Regions from separate parts of the Mus musculus genome. Here region 1 is linked to region 2. A link is a contact called in public promoter capture Hi-C data. All regions are on one chromosome and are shown on one strand. The core of a region is the stretch at or near the end of the contact, and the rest is flanking DNA. Distances in the headings are between cores, read along the strand shown.

The links. Capture Hi-C pulls out chosen DNA fragments and counts their contacts.
Region 1: a contact with region 2 is called in a promoter capture Hi-C map of adipose tissue. The contact joins two enhancer-like sites. A contact is called at or near these places in 1 of 484 Hi-C or Micro-C datasets (nephron progenitors), 3 of 115 datasets of contacts at active chromatin or transcription factors (cardiomyocytes, embryonic stem cells and large pre-B cells) and 2 of 9 other capture datasets (adipose tissue and pancreatic islet).

What each region holds. Positions count from the first base shown.
Region 1 is chr11:88,593,337-88,597,056 of GRCm38.p6, reverse strand. All of the region lies in intron 5 of Msi2 (musashi RNA-binding protein 2), which reads left to right. Among named protein-coding and RNA genes, the nearest start is that of 0610039H22Rik, 24 kb to the left of the region's middle. Within about 2 kb of position 2,051, at least 107 of the 459 cell types and tissues checked have an H3K27ac peak or open chromatin away from gene starts, as enhancers often do.
Region 2 is chr11:88,445,761-88,449,577 of GRCm38.p6, reverse strand. All of the region lies in intron 7 of Msi2 (musashi RNA-binding protein 2), which reads left to right. Among named protein-coding and RNA genes, the nearest start is that of Mir378b, 95 kb to the right of the region's middle. Within about 2 kb of position 2,082, at least 13 of the 459 cell types and tissues checked have an H3K27ac peak or open chromatin away from gene starts, as enhancers often do.

The DNA.
Region 1 (3,720 bases), core at 802-3,301, 150 kb before region 2:
GGTGGAAAAATTCCAGGGAGCTGGGAATGGTAGTGATGGGTACCTCTAATCCCAGCACACATGAGGCAGAGGCAGATAGATCTCTAGAGTCAGCCAGATCTACATAAGTGAGTTCCAGGCCAGCCAAGGTTACATAGTGAGACATTGTCTTAAACCCCTACCACCCACCCATACCCCAACAAAATTGCAATGGGGTATGGGTGTTCCTTGGAGGAACACCTTGGGGAATGGGCCTGGAGGCCTAAGTGGTGGTCTTGGGATTGTCCCATGTCTTCCATTCACGTGTTGTTAGTATAAAGCCTGAGTCAAATTCTCAAATGCAGAGGGAACTCTGCCATGGACTCTCGGTGGAGTATTCCATCCTTGACTTTGGACTCAGTAAGCACTACATTCTCCTTTATCACTTGGGCTAATGGATGGGAGTCTGTCTGTGCCCTTTTGAAGGAGTCCTCCATAGTGCACACCTTGCCTTTGAGTTGAAGATGATTCTTTTTGCTGGGGCTTGATTTTTCTATACACGTGATGGGGATGATGAACTGGATCCCATAACGAGCTAGCATTCAAACCATCCTGAGCTTTCTCTATCATAGAGTTCCCCAGGGTGAGAGGACACGGGGGAGAGCAGCCTAGGCTTTTGGAGGTGCAAATAGTTCATATTTTCTACCTAGGGGACTTGGAACTCTTTTCCAGAACAAACATATAATAGCAAGAGAGTTGATTTGAATTCTCGGCCTGAACCTGCTGAGGGACCCACTTCCTGCCTTCTCATGTGCTTGGTTTAAGACATATTTGGACTTTTAGCTTTGGTGATCACTAGTATCTTTGGGCCAATAGTATTAGAGCTAACTTCCCCCTTCGTGTGTTCTTAAAGTGTTCTTTCCCCTAACCTCCCATCGCACATATAACACCCTATTGGAATTATCTCCCTTTGCAGTAATCATGCATGATGACTGATGCCTGTGGTCCCCACAGTTGGGAAGGCTCTGAGGCAGGAGAATTGCTACAAGTTCAAGCCTGGACTACAGAATAAGACCCACAAGTGGGCCCTCACTCTGAGTGATCATTTCAGATGGAAGCACATTGTTTTAAAAGAGGAGTTTTAAAAACTTACCAAAATCAAAACCAAAATCCACCCCAGCCCAGCACACACCAGCTCTCTAGCTAGAGGCAGGAAGGGGGGGGGGGTGTGTGTGCAGCTGTAGTTAGCAGCTGGCTCAGGCCACGTGTAAACAGCAATTTTCAGGACTGGCATGCATGCTGGGGCTTTTGTAGCACCAAGGGGTGTGTGGAGAGCTTTGGTGTTTAGTTAAATTATGGGTCTAGATGCAAAACTTCACAGCAGGGCTTTGAGAGCCTGACCATATCCTGCGTTCCTGTGTGCACACAAGCGCGTGCTCTCTCTTTCTCTCTCTGTCTGTCTGTCTGCCTCTCTCTCTCTCTCTCTCTCTCTCTCTCTCTCTCTCTCACACACACACACACACACACACACACATACACACACACACATACACACACACACACATGTTCCCAGAGCGACACCCTAAACCTTGTATTCCTTGTCATCCTGGGGGGTACAGGGCTCTTGAATAGGTCCCTAGGGTCCCCCACACTGTGAAGCACTTCAACATAAAAGTTCCCTGCAGTTCTCCAACGAAACCCCCAACTGAAGGAAGTCTAAGATTAACTCCCCGGAGATTTGGGGCCTTGAGTTCTCAGTGACTTTTTCATCTCAGTGCACTGTGGGAGCCAACTGCAGCCCCTCATCATCTTGCTGTGTAGTCGCCAGTGTTCGAGGCCCCGTGTGTGGAGACTGCTGATGTCCAAGGCTTCAGGGAGGTGACACAGGTGGCTCAGTCACTGGTTTGAAGGATTCCTCAGATGAGCATAGAGCCGAGACGAATGCATACCAGTGCGTTTCTGTTCACCTTTCCAAGGTCAGAAGAAGGTTAAAGTGCAGCAGGCTACTGGATAGTTTTGAAGAACTAGAAGCCCAGACCCAAGGATAGACTAGACCTACCCTAAGCATACGCCAGCATGCTTTGTTACACATGAGCACACACGAGTAATACAAACCTACACACAGACATTGCACCCACCGTGCTTATGTGGAATGTGAAGACTTCTGTTTAATTCTTCGGGGAACCTGAGACCAACATTCCAGCCCTCTCTGCTTCCTGCCCTCCTCAGTAGCCATGGAAATGGAAGAGAGAGAGAGAGAGAGAGAGAGAGAGACAGAGACAGAGACAGAGACAGAGACAGAGACAGACTATGATTGCAGGTCCTCTGTCTCCCTCGTCCCTCACCAGAATGCAAATCACAGAGCCAGTCTACAGTCCATTTGGTGGTAATGGTGTGAAGATTCCTGGAGCAGATCACCCCATTGTCCACCCGCCCGCTGCAGAGGCACTGATGGGAGAGGTCACCATGTACAGGCCAGTGTCCCCTGACTGTGCTTCCCTCTCCTAAAGCACATTTCCCCTCTGGCCTTTTCATGCTGGAAGTTTCTAATGAAACTAGTTTCTTTTTTAGTGTTTGCTAAGGAGAGAGAGAGAGAGAGAGAGAGAGAGAGAGAGAGAGAGAGAGAGAGAGAGAGAGAGAGAGAGAGAGAGAGAGAGAGAGAGGGAGAGAGAGAGAGAGAGAGAGAGAGAGAGAGAGAGAGAGAGAGAGAGAGAGAGAGAGAGAGAGAGAGAGAGCGCCTTGCTTATCTAGGCCGGATCCTACAGAGGATGTTTTAGTAACTCAGATGTTTTGCTGCATTGTCCGGGGCCTGGATTTTCTCATCCTTTCAAAACGGGAATGGTTTTAAAGGCTTTTGGGGGAGACTGGGTAAGATTTATAGCTGGCTGCCTGTCTCTGTGCTTCGGGCTCTGTCTTGGCATGCTCACAGCTGCCAGGCAACGGTGGAAGGGCTATGAAGAGATCTTTTCATGTAACCAGTTGCTGAGCTCTCCAGTAGTTTGGATGAAGACAGGGTGGTCGATTTTTCTTCTCCTCTGGGTTTCCAAGAATGTTTGGAATCTAGGTAGGGCCTCAGCTCTGTGTCGCCTTTCACTAAGCAGTGAGGAGGCCACAGGGTTTCTTCCATGGAAAGTCCCAGGAGAGGTGCTTTGAGGCTTCCAGTGGGATATGTTTGAGGTTATCTTAACATTTCTTTACTGATACCTAATTACTCGGTTAATACCTAATTACTTGGTTGGAGTTTACAGGAAGAAGAGGAAAGGAAAGGAAAGGAAAGGAAAGGAAAGGAAAGGAAAGGAAAGGAAAGGAAAGGAAAGGAAAGGAAAGAGCAAGGGGGAAGAGAGGAACCCAAAGGTAAACCATAGGATTATCAGCTATTCCATGGAGATGCTAAAAAGTGCTTTTGCAGTTACTGAGGTTTAGCATGGGATGGTAGGAATTGACTCTTTAAAAGAAGCTATTTGTGGGCTGGAGAGATGGCTCAGTGGTTAAGAGCACTGACTGCTCTTCCTAGAGGACCTGAGTTCAATTCCCAGCAACCACATGGTGGCTCACAACCATCTGACAAGGGATCCAATGCCCTCTTCTGGTGTGCCTGACTAAAGCGACAGTGTTCTCATATAAATAAAATAAATAAATTAAAAAAAAAGAAGCTATTTGTATAGCGTGTTTTTCTGCTGTACATTTATTTTTAAGTATAAAGGATGGATTTTCTAAGTGACTCTCGGCTCAGTTACAGTGACCGTCTAGCTGTCATCTTCA
Region 2 (3,817 bases), core at 833-3,332:
GAGCTGCCATTGTCATCTATAACTCTATCCGTCCGTCAATCCATCCACCCACTCACCCATCCATCTATCTGCCAGTCCATCCGTCTTTACATTCAATAAACAGTGCTGTGTGTCAAGAGCTGGGCATCCCAGATCATTGGGGAATGAATCATGGTTTGGAAGCTGGCTCTCTCTGGCTGTGGGTGTACAGCACTGCATGACAGGGCCTTCCTAGAGCAGTGCTGTCGTGTTGGGTGAGGGCGAGCCAGCTTTCCAGTGGAGTACATGCCCTGTTGTGCATGGTGGCCAGCTCTCTGGAGGGTAAAGGAGAGGCATCCCTCAGAGTCTATTGGAGGAAAATACGTGTGTTTTTATTTCCCCACCCTCCAAGCAGGTGAGCCACTGTTAACCCTGGGGCTGGCTCGACGTCACAGGTCAGACCCTCAGCCTGCCTGATGGATAGGTAAGCCTTGTTTGTGAATTGTATGCAGATCATGCAGACCCAACAGGCTTTTGTTGTGTAATGATGTAACTCCTCCTATAGTTCTCCATTCTCTAGCATTATACTTCAGTGTCATTCACTCAGTTGGGCTTATCTCCCTAAACCTATGAGGGCAAGACACCCATTTTTAATATTTTATTAGCGTCTAATCATCTCTTGCTTAACCTTATTTGTGCTCCACCCATGCTGGCTATTCCTCTTCCTCTGTGTGTGTGTGTGTGTGTGTGTGTGTGTGTGTGTGTGTGTATTTTGTTATACTATTTACAGAAGCATGTGTACCTAACTAGTGGCTACACGACTAAAGAATGCTGTCTTTCCCTCTCCTATCACCTACTGATAAATCCTTAGGGTTGGATGCAGTGCCCTGCATGGCCTCTCTCGTCTATCAGGTGTCAGCTGACAGGCCCAGTCTTTTGTAGAGCTTGTACAGATGCCTTAAGCTTAAGAGTTCAAAATCCATGGTATTCCTGGAGGTCAGCATCCCATGCCATTTCCAGCTCTCACCTTCTTTCTGCCCTATCTTCTCTGGTGTTCTCCTCGCCTTAGAGAGTTGTAGATGTCCTACTTCTGGCTAGGTCGTTAACAGCCATTTATTCTCTGTACTTTGACAAGTTCCCAGTCTCTGAAGTCACTGCTGATCACTGCAAGAAACTTCTCCATACAAAGCTGACGGGAGTGTTAGTCTGTGGGCATAAACATAGTTAGAAGGCAACTTGACAAACTGTGATGTCCCATTTAGCAAAATAGCAGTTTATGTACCCATCACTAGGTTTATACCACCAGACAATGGATTTGGACCTTTGGAGCAGGCATCAAATCAATCAAGAAATGGTTGGCTACCCCCATAACAGACTGGTCACTATTACACCACCAAGCTCATCTGATTAGGCAGTCAGTAAGTACTGTTGCATACGGGGATCCACAGCTGGCTAAGAATGTTGACAACAGTTCTACCCCAGCAGCCTGCCTGACATCCTCCAGCAGCAGGGAGAGTTCCTTTGTACAGTAGAGGAGGGAGGAAGGGAGGGGGAAGGACAGAGAGAGTGGGAGGAGGGGGTATGAATTGATAGGGTTCTTGCCCAAGGTCCCCAGAAAAGCCAGCATAGAGCTGAGAAGTGAGTTCAGTTTGGTGCAGAGACCCCAAACTTGCATCCCTCCCATTGCACATATAGAATACCAGGCCAAAACTCAGCCATGTCAGATGAGCCCCTCTCTTTCCTGCTGTGGCCTGTGGTCTTCCCAATTTTAATATGCCTGTAGTGGCCACTGGTAATTAGAGTCTGTTTCCCCCTTCCCTCCCTTCATCTCTCTGTCTCTCTATCTCTCTCACATGAGTGTGTGTGTCTGCGTTTGCTCGCGCACGCACGTACACACACATGCATGCCCACCCCATGCCCACTTTGTGTGCAAATGAGCACTGCTCCCTGATTGCAGGGGCAGTGCCTTCCATCCCCCTGATACCCTTCCAGACGATGCAGTCGTTAAGGAATTCTGCAAAGATCTCATTGTCTGGCCTGTTACACGCTCCACTGAACATCCCACCTAAGCCAGAAGGGGCCTGGTGTCTCCTCTGATGCGTGTCACATTTCCTGAACGCAGCAGCAAACAGGACATTCTTCCTGAGCAGCCCCTCCACCAATGTCTCCCTATACAGCTTCACTGTTGTCTAGGATACATAGGCTCTCGTGGCTCTACTGCTGGTCCTTTCCACCTGTGCAAGGGGCATGCATGCCCCTTGTTTGTGGATCTCTGGCCATAGGAGAGCACAGAGGGCTGGGCTTACGTGTAAAAGTAATTAAGAACTGCCCGGAAGCTTTTTTTTTAAGACAGGGTTTCTCTGTATAGCCCTGGCTGTCCTGAAACTCACTCTGTAGACCAGGCTGGCCACAAACTCAGAAATTCGCCTGCCTCTGCCTCCCAAGTGCTGGGATTAAAGGCATGCGCCACCACTGACCGGCAGAAGCTCACATTTTTATGGGCAGTGGCCTGGGACAATTCAGAGAGTCACCTTGGGTGGGAGTAGGCATCTCATGATTCCTACTGCTAATTGCTGTGGTGGTAGCCTTGTCTTGAGGCCCCTTGCTTTTGTGATTTCAGATTATTTTTCCTTTAGCTAGAGCCTTTCTAGATATATGGGTCCTCCCAGTAGGGAAGATGTAAGGTTGCTGGTGACTCAAGTCATAGGTGTGTAGAATCTGTGTTGTGTCCCAGGGGATTTGAAAGGTGATATGCCTACCGGACATACTCTCTTATTGAGAAGCCACTTGTCTCTACCAGTACCCTCTCCCTCTCCATCCTCTTCTGACCTGATCCTTCCTTTCCCATCTCCACCTATGCCCAGTTCACCTGCGATATATATTCTATTTCCCTTCCCAGGAGGATCTGTGTGTCCCCACTTGATTGTCCCCTCCCTGGTCCTTAGCCTCTCTGGGTCTGTGGATTGTTATCCTTTACTTAGCAGCTAACAATGAGTACACACCATGTTTGTCTTTCTGGGTTACCTTACTCAGGAAGATTTGTTTCTTAGTTCCATCCATTTGCCTGCAGATTTCATGATGCCATTGTTTTTAACAGCTGAGGAATACTCCATTGTGTAAGTGTGTACCACATTTTCTTTATCCATTCCTTCGTTGAAGGACGTCTTGGTTGTTTCCAGTTTCTGGCTATGGTGAATAAAGCTGCCATGAACAAAGATGAGCAAGTGTCTTTGTGGTAGGATGGAATGTCATTTGTATATCTGCCCGGGAGAGATATTTGGTTTCAATGTGGTTCTCATGTGGTGAATGGGAGTCTCGGTAAGTGTGTGATTGATGCTGAAGGTGATTATTAATTCAGGGTATGCTGCAGGCCCCTCCTTGGCACTATCATGAACCCTGCTCATTGTCTTGTCTGCACTCACGTGCAGCCTTGTTTTCCCCAAACAGATGCCCCTCGGTGGCAGGCATGATGCCTTGGGTTGTTAGTTACCTCTTTGTGTGTGTGTCTTGTCTCAGCAATTTCATTAACAACAAGTGTTGATGGGAGAACCCCACGGTGCCAGGTGCTGTCTGAAGTGCCTTATGCACATTTAATGTGAGCCTTATTTAATCCTCGCAGAATTGCTCTCTGATAGGTGAGGGCCTTAAGACTCAAGGAGTGGTTCTTGACAAAGACTGCACAAGTGTATGTCCATGATGGCCTGAACCAGGGTACCTGGCTTTGGACTGTACCCCACCCCACTTTACATCCTAGGAGTTTTTGTATGGTTCGATGCGTATGCACCCATGTGGCTTGGATGCTTCTTAAAGCGTCCCATTATCTGTAGGATTAGTAGGACATTAAAGGTGTCTTATAGTT